Linked DNA regions of Urocitellus parryii: region 2 is linked to region 1. Evidence: chromatin contacts called from public Hi-C data. All regions are on one chromosome and are shown on one strand. The core of a region is the stretch at or near the end of the contact, and the rest is flanking DNA. Distances in the headings are between cores, read along the strand shown.

Region 1 (6,669 bases), core at 414-2,913:
GTAGCTGGAAAGTTCGGGCTTTGAGGGGACATCTTTTTGGTACAGCAGCAGAGTTTGGGTTCCCTGAAGTGGACTTCATGGAAATAGGATCGTCAGCACATTGTCAGAAAAAAGTCCAAGCCAAGGCGAGAAAGAAGCTGACTGTCCGAAGAGCTCTCGGAGCTTCCCCTTCTAAGAAAGTGTGTGTAAGGGGGTGGGATCGCAAAACGCCTCCACACGTTTGCTGGCTTGCAGCGAAGGGGGAACCCCTACTCTCACTTTAAGACGTCCCAGGACATGGCAAGAGTGTGCAGAAAGGGAATCTCCCAGACGAAGAAGCAAAACTTTCATTCTCTCCTCCAGCGCCGCCCCCTCCACCCCCCAGTTTTATTAAAGGCATTTCCACAGATTCATTTAGAGGGGGAAAAATGAATGTTGGCGCATTTCTAAGGTTTGCAACCCTCGCTAAGTGTCCGGTTTCACTATGGGCTTTGCTGCGTAGGGGAGAGAGAGGGAGGGTAAGGAGGGAGAACTCAAATTCATTACGGGCTCATAAAAGTCCCAAATGAGAAAAGCGCCCCATTTCGCAGCGGGGTCTGGAGAAAGCTGGCGGGGTGTGTGTTAGGAAGGTCTCTCCCCAATTCCGAGTGGCAGGCAGCGGGCTTTAAAAGCAAAGATATGGGAGGACAGTGCGTGGGGCTGCGGTGTGTGTTGGGGGACTTGGGGGACAAGGGAGGTGGACCCCAGAGGCAGGTTTCAAACAGAGCGACTTTGGGGCACTTCGAGGACTTCTAAGTCTGGTGATCACAACAACATTGTCCCTGCCAGCTTCCAGGGTGAAGGGGCCAATCCAGGGGGCTACCTCCACCAAAAAGTCAGAGAAATCAAAGGTCCCCTAGCTTCCTTTTACATGCAACCCAATTGGGTCATCCTCCCCTCCCTCTCCAACCCAGACGGAGTCCGTCTGACAATGCAGAGAACTGCTTCCGTGCGCTAGGCTCCCCGGGGACTAGCCCTCCCCGACTCAGGGTCTCCAGCCGCCTGGAACGCTCCCCACTCTGCTCGCGGTGGCTGGGGGGGGGGCAGGCAGCGACACCTTCCCCGTGTGCCCATTCCTCAGATGGGACAAAGTGAGGCTCCCGAGGTGGCTGCCCCACAGACACACCCGCAAGCCCCCGACCCGCCCGCCACCCGCGTCCAGGCACCCGCGCGCTTCAAGGGCCACGGGGACGGTGCAGCGCCCGTCTGGGCGCCCTCGCCTACCTGTGATCACCGCCGGGGACCTCTGGCCCCCCTCCGCTCGCAGCCACACTTGCAGCGTGAACGCGTCCCGGGGCAGCTCGAGGTCGGCCCGGAGGCGCAGCTGCTCGCCGCGCCCGCTGAAATAGAGCGCCCGGCTCGGCGGGCTCGGCTCCTCGGCGGCGCCCCTCGCCTCCCGCTGCTGCCGCCGCCGGGGGACGCGCACGGCTTCCCAGGCACCGCCCGGCGGCGGCGGCGGCGGCGGCGGCGGCGAGGCGCGGCGGCCGCGGGCCGCCCGGGTGGCGCAGGTGGCCGGGCCGGCGGCGGGGCGCGGGGGGCGGCCGGCCCGCGGGTCTCTCCGGGCCCGGCGGGGGCGCTCGGCCAGCCCGCAGCCCAGCGCGGCGCTCAGCAGCCCCAGGCGCAGCACCCAACTCCAGAGCCGCATGTCCGACGGTCCCCCCCGCCCCCCCTTCGCCCCTGCACCGCCGCCCGGAGCTGCCAGCTTTGGGAGCTTTCTTCTTGTTCACCCTTCTTGGGCGAGCCCCCCTTCCACTTGCTTTTTTCTTTTCTTTCTCGCTTTCCTCCTCAAGGTGTGTGCTCCACTCCCCCCACCTTTGAAAAATACAGTCCAACTCCTCCTGGTTGGCAATTAATTTCTCTCCCCGCTCCTTTATCTGCCTTATTTCCCCCTCTAACAGCTGGTTACCTTCCTTCTTGTTTTATTTCATTTTATTTTATATGATTTCTCGCTCTAAAAAAAAAAAAAAAAAAGCTCCTCTAAGACACTGATCCGCTGAATTCCCTCCCCCCCAAAAGATGCTCTAATTTATTTATTTTTTGCGTCCTTTATAACACAAGCCACAGCCCCCTTCTCCCCCCCCCAGTCCCCCCTCCCCTCCCTCCTTCTTCACAAAATGAAAGGAAAGAGGGGGGAAAAAATCCCTCAGAAGATGAGTAAACAAGCGTAAGCTAATCTGCTCCCGAGCGCTCCACCTTCTCAATTGAATGAGTCCCTGTTAAAACTGCGGGGATCATGACTAATCAATCGGTTTGGAGAGGCCGAGCTACCCAGCCTTCCTCCACTTTGCCATTTGCCTCCTTTCCTTCGCTCCTGCTTCTCCACCCCCCCACCCCTCTTTTTTTTTTTTTTTTTTTTTAAAGAAGACAATCTTAAAGTAACAATTTAATAAATTCTGTACACACCCCCTTATGGTCCTCCCAGCTCTCCTCATTCCTGTTCAAAACACACATTCCTGTTTTTGTTTTGTTTTGCTTGTTTTTTTTCCCCTTCTTCATCACTCCCCCTCCGCCCGCTCCCCTGATTTTTTTTTTTTTTTCCTCCTGGCCGGAGAAAAACCTATCTCTTCTCTCAGGATCCCCTTTGCACTTTGCTGGTAAACCTCATCCTTTTCCATAGTACATAAAGCGTCTTGAAACTTGATTCTCAAATTTTAAAAATATTCTCTCCATCTTTCTCTTCTCCCTTTTTCTTTCTCTCACCTCTCTCTCCCTCCCTCCTCCTCCTTCCTCTTACACCTCTCTCTCTCTCTCTCTCTCTCTCTCTCTCTCTCTCTCTCTCTCTCTCTCTCTCTCTCTCTCTCTCTCTCTCTCTCTCTCTCTCTCTCTCCCTCACCCCCTGTTCCATTCCTCTCTCTTCCTCTTTCCCTTCTCTCTTACCTTCCCAGTCTTTCCTCCCTTTTTCCTTCTCCCTCTCAGAATTTTCCTGAAGTTCCACAGTGTAGTGATGAAGGGCCCCCCTCTTCCCGGAGCCCCAAGAGTGGCCAGTTGTAGCTAACCCTAGTTGTTCCCAAATTTATCATGGAGTCATCAGAAGACAGCAGAGGGAAAGGCATTTTCCAGGACATCTGTCTTTCAGAAGCTGTAGACCCAGCGAAACTGGGTCTCTGAATTCCCCTGAATACTCTTAAAAATATTCTGTTGGTGGTTAAGAATTATTTTAATATTATACAAACAACAAGAGAGCAAAACATTAGTTTACCTAATTTCAACCTAAGCAATTGTGGTTCTCTGTTATTGTCCAAGTCACAGAAAAGGATCTGGCCATTTGCTGTTTTGTAAATCTGTTTTTGAACTGGGACATATATGTAATATTTTTTTTTTCTTTTTCCCCCCTCTTTATGGAACTCAAAAGCTCCCCCTTATGGCAAAACAGTTTCCTTCTTCTTTTTTTTTCCCCCTCCAAAGTGTTTAATAAGTCAAAATGAGTTAGCAGTGGTGGATTACAAATTATTAGTTACCAGTCTATCCAAATAATGTAGTGATAAAAATATGCTGTGTGAGGTTTGCATGTGGATAGCATACTGGAAACCTGATGTGAAATTAATGCCACTAATTTGTGACTTTCATCCCTATGGTGCGCCTGTCCTCAGGGCTGCTCCAGATCCTTCCTGAGGTCTGGGATCATTGCTACATGCTTCAGGGAGAGAGAAAACCAGTGGAGAATGTGTGCTGGTAAAAGTATAAAGATTTGTAAGATGAGCAAACGACTCAGACATCCCCTCTATAAAAGCTGGAATGTGCTCTGTGGGAATCATGGAACCATTTTGAAAACAGGAGATCCCAGATTCAGATCTTTCTGGTTTGGGAAGAACTTGCTATGTAATCTTAAGCTAAGAAGTTTGAACTCTAGTTCTCCAGCTATAAAATGAAAAATCACAGTATATTCTAAATGAGTTTTCAGAGGCTGGCTAGAAGAATAAAGGACCCTGGGTGCACAATGATACGGATAAGGAATTCATCTTAGCAAATCTTTGACTTCCTGCTACTCCAGTCACCTATAGAAGTCACAAGGTTGTCATTCAATAAGAAAAGAGCTATGTTGAACTGCATAAATTATGTCATTCAGAATTTCCCTTCCTCTCCAATAGAAGTTGGAACATGAGTACAGATGGACTTCAGTGGTGGCCATTAAGCATTTGGAAACTGTGTATCTTCAAGGGGGCTTTTAAGTCATTGGGTTCAATAGTTTTTAATATTCCTAGACTTTGGGGATTTCAACTCTCCAGCCAGGAGGGAAAACAGACACTCTCACTTCTACTCCAGTCTAACTCCAGCACATACCCGAATCCTGCCCTTGAAGGAGTACTTTCACTTCTCTACCCTTCCATTTCCTTACCTTTCAAATAGGAATATCTACTTCCCAAATTTATTTTGAGGACAGAATATGCTCTGGGACATGATACTCTGAAGTATAGAACTGGCATTTAAATATCATTTATTCCAGTCCTGTCAAGAACAAAGTTCCCTTTAGGTTCTTATAGACAAACAAATATTGAGGAGGACAACTTATGGCGGCAGAAAAAGGAAGGGACGAAACAGCCATATCTTATAAGTCATTGAGCTCTTTGGCCTCATTCCCTAAATATACAGGGAGCATTTGGCAAAGCCTTTTGCTCATTTATTCATTGGCCCTGCAATTATACTGTTTGGCCCCTCCTCTCTTGGAAGCCACTTTTATTCTTTATGTATGTATTTTTGTATTTATTTATTTTTGGTTGAGGTGCAAAGACTTAGATGAATCCTAACCTTTGGCTGGTAACTCTTTCTAATCAATGACTTATGCATAACCTTTTTATGTATTGATGTATAATATAATCTACCATGTGCTGCTATCCCTTTTTTTTTTAAATTGCATCAATTGATCTTTCATGGATTTATTCCCTGTCTTTTCATCATTTGTAGTAGAGGAACAACAATTTGAGAGTCAGGTGATTGCTGGGCAAGGTGGCACACACCTGTAATCCCAGCAGGTCCAGAGGCTGAGGCAGAAGGATTGCAAGTTCAAAGCCAGCCTCAGCAACTTAAGGAGACCTTAAACAACTTAGTGAGATCCTCTCTCAGAATAAAAAATAAAATAAAATGGAAATAAAATGGGCTGGGAATATAGCTCAGTGGTTAAGTGCTACTGGGTTCAATTTTGGGGAAAAAAAGAGAGAGAAAGGAATGAAAGAAAAAAAAAAGAGGTGACTCCCCGTTTAATTCTGATTTGTGTGAGATCTTTGGATCTCACTTTGCTTTTATGTAAAGTGAAAGGGAAGGAATTGAAGATTCCTAAGATCACTTCCAAATCTGAGCTACAATGAAGCCTTTTGAAGTGTGGCAACAGTACCTACCTAGTTGTCCCGATTTGGGTCCCACCCACCCACTTCCACTCCTCCGGGACTTCCTTAAGTTTCTGGGGATTTATTTTTGTTCTTTATTTCTATCTTTTTTACCCTGTTCCTTCATTCTTAGGGTTTAGTTCTTCAACACTTATTTTGTTTGGTAATAAGTGAAAGCAATGTATGTGGCCAGGGAGGGTATAGGATTCTACTGGAAGTTAGAAAAGTAACATAAAAGCAGATCCCTAAAGATTGCGAAGGATAGGAATGGGTGAGGGTGGTTCAATTACACATTTCAGAGTCACCATGACCCGGGTTCCTATGACCTTCTGCAAGATGCTTAATTGTTCTGAGTCTCAGTGACCTTACCATGGAGTTGTCACTGAGATTAAATTCGCAGGCTACATGACAAAGTAGGTGCTCAATAAATGAGCACCCCCATCTTCCTCTCCACATAACTACATTTTATGGCCCTCTGGACTTTTTCTGTCAGCTCTCTTCCAGAGCCAGAGCCCTATTTACTTTACTCCAGGCCAGATAAATTATTCTCATCTCAGAATTCCTAGTGCAAGCATTGTCTGTTAGGCAGAATCTGGAACTAAATGAGATAGGATCTTGCATTGTTCTTGGTGTCCTGTTTATGTCTTTCTTCCAAGATTAGAAAGCTCCAAAGGCCAATTCAGTCACCTGCTTAGAGAACCTTCCACTAATATCACGGTCCCCCACCAGCCTGATGGGCTCCCCCTTCTGGGCGTTCATAGAACTGCCTCTGAATTTCTATCAGCACATGCCCAAGACAAATCCTCACAGTGAGTTATATATCAACCTAGAACTTGTTTACCTTTATGCAGTGCCAATCATGGTGTTTTAAGCATGTTAGGTTCTGAATAAATACTTAATTTGAACACATTTCCTCCACCTCAAAGTTCCTAGATGAAGCATCTGTGGACATCTGACAGACAGTGATATTCATCTGCTGTTCAAATGAAGGTCACTAGAAAGAATGTAGCTTTTGGAATAAAACAATTTGGGTTCAAATTCTATTTTTGCGGAATACCAATTCTAATAACAGCTTACATTTACTGAATGTGCAGTAAGTTCCAAGCAATATGTAAGTGCTTTTTATTGGAACAGCCCCTTTGAATCCTTATAAAAAGCCTACAGAGATCTCATTATCATCCCATTTTACAGGAGTTAAAAAAAATCTGAATTAGAGAGATTAAATAAATAGTGGAGAATCCAGCCAATCCAGAGTTAGCCCTCTGCACGTTAGATCCAGGAGCAAGAAGAAGTCCCTGAAGCTTTTGAATCTCATTTTCCATTTTTACAG
Region 2 (6,559 bases), core at 1,523-4,022, 470 kb before region 1:
AAGTGCTTGACCAAGATCACACAGAAAATAAGCAAAGCAGTTATACTTCTAGCTTCTGATTCCAAGGCTTACTCAATTCCTGTTACATATTTTCGCTGGGGGTGGGTGTGGGTATTCCAGCAAAGTCTTGGCTCTCAGATCCAGTCCAGCTTTGTTTCTAAACTGGCTTTGGCAATGCTGTAGCTAGTCTTGGAGCTGATAGAGCCAATGCTACTACTATTCTCTCCCAGAGGAAAGAAGCCGAAAAGAGATCATTGAGAACAGTAGTCACCCTCCTTCACAGTATGGTTGATTTTCGCCTGAGGCCCTGCAATGAGGTGTTTTTTTTTTTTTTTTTAATTGGTTGTTCAAAACCTTACAGAGCTCTTGACATATCATATTTCGTGTTTTTTCAAGCCAAGGGCCTCCAAACCTTATTGTGTAGTCCCTTGCAAGTCTTTTTCCTTGCTATCCTCAAGCACCTCCCTTTATCTATTCAAGGTCCAGGTCTAACAGCAAACCAAGAACAAAGTACAGAGTTCCTCCCTACTTAATCTGGAGAGATTTACCCACCTTTAGAGTTTAACCTAATATTCAGTGATACTAACTGAGCAATCCTCCTTTTCAATAAAGGAGAATGGGCTTAGAAAATAAGACTAAGGAAAGAGGGAATATATGAAGTTACAGGAATGGCTTAACTGCTATTCCTACCTATGGACACTGGACAAGTCACTTCTTAAACCTTAGTTTGCTCATATGTAAAACTGTGTACAGCAGAGATTACTTAGAAGAATTGTTATGAAAAGTAAGCAAGAAAGTACATATAAGAACTAAAAATTAATAAATTTGGAGTACCATGTATCAGACACTGGGCACCCTAATTTACTTCACTAAATCCTCACAAAAATCTTATGGCATAAATCCTGTCATTGACCCCATTTTACTGAAAACCTCTGAGTGCCTTTACTCTGTTAAGTCATTCGAAACCACAAAGTCAGGAAGAAATAGGGCCAACATTTGAACCCAGAATATTTGACTTCAGAACAAGGTTCCTCAATTTTAGGACTATACTTTGGACCAAAAAATGCTTACTTTGTGGGGGCCATTTAACAGTATCTCTTGTGTCTACCACTAGAGGCCAATAGTATCCCCATCCCACTGTGACAACTAAAAAATGTTTCCATACATTGCCTCTGAGGAACCAAATCACCCTGGTAAAAAAAAATCACTGCTTTAATAATGCAGCAATAAAAATAAATTTTAAAAAACACTGCTTTATAACATGGCATAGGGCTAAATGCTCTTCAATACATGATTTTTCCTTTGTTTCTCTTCCAGCCCAAAAACCTCATTCACAGAGCCACTTCCTCTTTAAGCTAGAATAGACCTTTTGGGATTAACAGATTGAGATAATGGTCCACTCAATTCCCTAGAGATCTCATACATCTACTATAACTGCTTGGGGGTACAGAAAAAGGGAAGTTTCCCTGCTTCACCCCTCACCCTTGACTACTCTTCTTCCCCAAAGTCTTAACACTTTCAGCAATGGAGTAATCAGATGGAGTCTCAGTGTCTCAGGATAAGAGGTCTCAATAGAGGAAGATTCTGCCCACACCCACCTTCAGGGAATATCACATTCAGATTCTCTTAAGACTTATGACTTTATTTCTGAACCCATGACTATGCAAAACTTCATACATATACACTCATATATAGTTTCACAGGTTACTTTTAGGTCCTTGGTTATCCAGAACTCCACTTCCCATGAGAGACTTCAGAATTCCTTTAGTAGTCTAAGATACCAACCCACAAATCTCCCCAGAGGCCTTTAATTCTATAGCCCAGTTACAACATCCCCACCCCAGCATTCAATCCTCTCCAAATCCCGTTCCCAACTCACAATATAGAATTTCAACCTTTTGCACTGTACATTGCAACCTTGCAAACCTCATGAATTATTCACTCATGTGCCCTAAATCCCTCTGACATATTCTTTAATCCGTGTTTCCAAATCTCTGTAGCCTTCAACCTTTCTTCTCAGCTCAACACCCCAATCCTGCACCTTAAATTTCCTCCCTCCTTTCATCTGAGCGCTCAACTCCATCAGGAACAGTGCAGCACGCAAACCATACTCCTCCTTCTTTCATTGACCCTGCCTCACGTGCTGCTTTCAAACCTTAGCCAGGTCTCCTGCTACACCATAGATCCTGCTTCTTACAGATTCCCCTAGGAACTCACCCCTCGATCTCTCCCAGACCTTAATCCGGAAATTCCTTTCTCTTTAGCAAGGATCGCCCTAGACCGGATCTTAGACCTTGCCCCCTACCCCGCAAACGCCTAGCGCTCCTACATTCCCTGGAATCTCATCAAGGCTCCCCAGTTCCTTCACGTTTCTAAAATTCTGCACCCAGATCCTACTGGGGGCCTCAGACTCCCTCCCATCACCCAGATGCTGCACCCGGCTGTCTTCGGGGCCCCCACATTACCTCATACCTCCCGAGACCGAGACGCTGCGACTGCGAATCTTCGCAGAACCACTCGCTCCCCTCCCCCAGCTGCATCTCCTGCGATTCTAGCCCCAATCCCTCCCGAGCCTGCCCCTCGCAGCCCCACCCCCACCGCGTCCTGCCTCTCGGATCCGTTCCCCAGACCCTGCCACTGGGGCGTGGGTCCCCGCCCAGCCGCTCAAACACCGCCCGCGACTCCGGCTGCGGTCCCTGGTCCCCTGCCCTCCTTCCCGCCCCCTACCTGACCGCCCGCGGCTCCAACGCGTCCACCACCGCCAGCCCACCCGCCCGCCGCCCACTGCGCACGCGCCGCCGCACGCCCCCTTATCGGGCTCCAATTCGCAGAGCCGCCTGTCCGTCATGGCGCTCCTCCCCGCCCCGAGGCATGCTGGGGCTTGTAGGCCAGAGGGCAGATCGCTCTGGGCCCAGTGGCGCAGTGGGGCTAACATCGTTTTATTCAGCTTCCTTCCTGTCTCCTTTCGACCGATGAGGAAACTGAGGCCCACTCGCAACAGGAGTCTAGTTCACTCAGGGAGACGGAAACCAATCCAGAGCTCCGGGTTTGACTCCGTGTCGGCTTCTTCTGTAAACTGTCTTCAGTTGGTAGTTTCCAAGAATGCCTTAGCGCCTCACAGAAAGGCCCTCGGAGCCTCAGCTTTCCCATCTGCGAAATGGCACAAGGGAAGACAAGCCCAGAACCCCAACTCCCTACATCAAGCTCTCTGTTTTTGCTCGTGACACACCCTTTACTAGAGCCATTATCTGAGCAAAAAGCTGCTCCTGGAAAGGAGAGTTTTTTCTACTCAGCTGGGAGACCGACAGCAGAGAGAGAGATGGGGAAACACTACAGCTTCTGTCCTCGCAGACTGAAGCTACTCCGAAACCCAAACCCGAGTCTGGCTTTGGGGAGTCGGGTGGGTGGTGAAGTCTTACCAGGTAAAGGCTGATCTACTGGGTGGCCAGGACCTGCAATCCCTAAAATAGCTTGGAGCCAGTTACCTGCTCCTGAAGGTGACCATACTGTACAGTTTAAGAGTGAAGGGGGAGTTTGAAGTAGTATGTGCTGGTTTTGAAGTTCTGCTTTGCTATGTGACAGTGCATAATGATAAAACTACAGACAATACTTGCTGACTGGTGACAACTAAGTTATTCACCTCCATAGCTCATTTAATCCTCAGAACTACTCTTTGAGAGAAGATTAATGATGCCAAGTTTAAATAACAAGGCCACCAGGTACTACCTGTCAGAACCTAAGAGTTAAACCCAATCCTGAAAATTCAACTTCTTAATCTTGTGTAACCATTCTCCCCATTTCTTTATCTGTAAATGAAGGTGAGATTTTGCTATGAGGATGAATTTAGATCGTCAATTAATGGAAGTTTTTTAAAAATTGTAATTGGCTCTTACCCATTCAGGGCTGCTGGATCCATAATCCCTAGCATTTCAGATATTGGGAAAACAGGAAGTTAATACTTGACATACTTCATGGCCTCCTTGAATACCTGAGACCAACAGTGCACTTGCAATTCAGGGCCGCATGGAGTTTGAACAGGCAGGGTAAAAATAGATTGAGTCAAAACTAGATGGAGAAGGGAGCCGCATTGGAGACTAAAAGGCCTGGAACAGATTTTGGTCAAAATTGGCCTCTGGTGGATATAGACAGAACCTCGGGGAACAGGAGGGAGGGGTATTTACACTTCCTACTTTCCTATGTACCTGCTTCTAACTCTGATCGTTTTTCACAAACCACATACAGGTTGGTCTTTATTCTTTTGCCTGTCATCTTTACCTGTGGGATATGAACTTCCCTGAAGGACATTGCCTGTTTGTAGTCATATCTGTTAGCACAATGCCCAGCATATAAAATTTGTTGAGTAAATAAAGCAGACTCAGAATTGTGACCTTAGGCAAATCAAATTGCCTGACTGGCCTGGAGTTAAGTGCAAAATGACTCACTGGGATCACTCAATTAAGTGTTGGCCATGTTTTGGGCACCATAATATATCAGGCACTACGTAGATATTCATGTTACAATTAATTCCTTCAGTTCCTTAAGTAGATAGTAGTAGTTCCATGTTACAAAAGAGGTAACAAAGGCTCAGAAAGAGGTAGAACTAGAGTAAACATCTAGTCCAGTTGGCTATGAACCACCATGCCAAAATTACCCACATTTGTGACATGTGCTATCTCTCTATTTTATTAAGGTTTGTTTATAAGACTCAAAAGAAATGTCAGTGCTCAGAAGTCAAGGAATTTGTGGCAGCCCTTATGACAATGTGATATAATCCTGTCAAGGAAAAGATTCTCATTTGAGCTGTTCTGAGCAGCATCACCAGAGAATAGTGGAATGTGCTACTGAAAGTCTGAAGATAAAGCTCAAGAATGCCTTTAAAAAAAATCATTTCTTCCTGTTACAAAAAAAAGTGTTTATTTGACTGTCTTTTAAAAAAATTTTTAAACTACTTACCGGTTGAATTAATTGCCATGCTTTACACAAAATCTTTTTATTTTTCAAAGTAAAATAAGCACTCTGGAACTGTACTCATTTTTATTCTGTGGCTTTGCATACACTGGCACAATATTAGCAGTCCTCTTACACAGAGACATTTAAAAATACTCTTTGTGGAGCCCTTTAAATACTCTTTATTCAGCATTTTAATATAATGGGTTTCCATTTAACATTTAAATCACCTGTATCAGTTTCCTAGGGCTGTGGGAACCAACTACCACAAACTAGGTGGTTTAAAATAAGAAAAATTTATTCTCTCACAGTCCTGGAGGCTAAATGTTTGAAATAAAGGTATAAGCAGGGCCATGCTCTCTGTAGGCTTTATGAGATCTTTGCAATTATATTAAGCAAATTATCTTGTTATATTATGTACATATATGAAATTCATAACAACAAATCCCACTATTCTGTGTAATTCTAATGCATCACTGGAAAATATAGGAAGAAAAAAAGAAAAAAGATCCTTCCTTATTTCTTCCATATTCTGGTAGCCCCAGGCATTCCTTGATTTGAAACAATAGTTATATTGGATTAAGGGCCTGCCCCACTCCAGTTGATGTCCTTTTTATTGAATACATTTATGGCAACTTATTCCCAAATAAGGTCACCTTCTAATGTTCTGGGAGTTAAACTTTCAACATACCTTTTTGGAGACACAGTTTTACTGATAACACCACCAAACTTTATGTGCTTTTCTCTTTAAAACAGGGATTGATAACTGGCAACATTGTTGAGAAAAAAATGAGATGTTAGATGTAAAACATTTAGCATTTTGTCTACAGTGTTGGAGTGTTTATTTTGCATTTATTATTTTTAAAAAATAAATTTACTCATTTAAGTACACCATTGTTTAGAAAGAGCAAGGGCTCTGGAATCAGCCCCATTTTCCCCAGAAAGTTATTTTAGGGAATATATAAGAAGATGATCTAACATAAGCCTAGATAACTTGTTGGAATTGACAAAGCTTTATAACCTTGGGCAACTTAACATCTCAGTACTTTACTTTTCTCCTCTACAAAATAGGGATAATAGTAGTTATTTACAACATAAAATGTAAATATAAGGTGACATTAGATCTAAAGTGTTTAAAGTTTTACTGGTAAAGAATAAGTGCTCTGTGAATGTTAGCTGCTATTATTATTATTATTATTATTATTCTCAAAATATCTCCTTCTGTCATTGGCAACTGAATTTTGAGGGATAGGAGGATTTTTTTGCTTACAGAATATAGGGGAGATAATTGTTAAGGGATAAAACTCTCACTACTTCCTAACCAAATTTGTCTGAGTCTAGAAGTTTACAATTACTAGAATTTTCATGAAATAACAAAATTATATATGTCTATCTTTATTACTTGTCTATCACTATATATCAAATAATCCCCTAAAATGTTTCCACTTAAAATAATTACTCACACATTGTCTCACAGTCTCATTGAAACAAGAATCCAAGCATAGTTTTACTGGATCCTCTACTTTACCTTGTCTTCCAAGGCTGTGATGAAGTTATTGCAGTGGGCTGAGATCTCACCTGAGGGCTGAAACCGGAAAGAATACAATTCCAG

What was found. A called contact is a pair of places that touch in the nucleus more often than the background predicts.
Region 2: a Hi-C map of muscle shows a contact between it and region 1, with 3 times the contacts expected there. The contact joins the promoter of Trim32 here to the promoter of Pappa in region 1. A contact is called at or near these places in 2 of 2 Hi-C or Micro-C datasets (liver and muscle).

The regions. Positions count from the first base shown.
Region 1 is chr4:193,537,111-193,543,779 of mUroPar1.hap1, reverse strand. Pappa (pappalysin 1) reads right to left here and starts at 1,663. Exons shown (of 22, transcript XM_026393335.2): 1 at 1,243-1,663. The coding sequence starts at 1,663.
Region 2 is chr4:194,004,686-194,011,244 of mUroPar1.hap1, reverse strand. Trim32 (tripartite motif containing 32) reads right to left here and starts at 2,772. Exons shown (of 2, transcript XM_026393330.2): 1 at 2,728-2,772. All of the region lies in intron 15 of Astn2 (astrotactin 2), which reads left to right.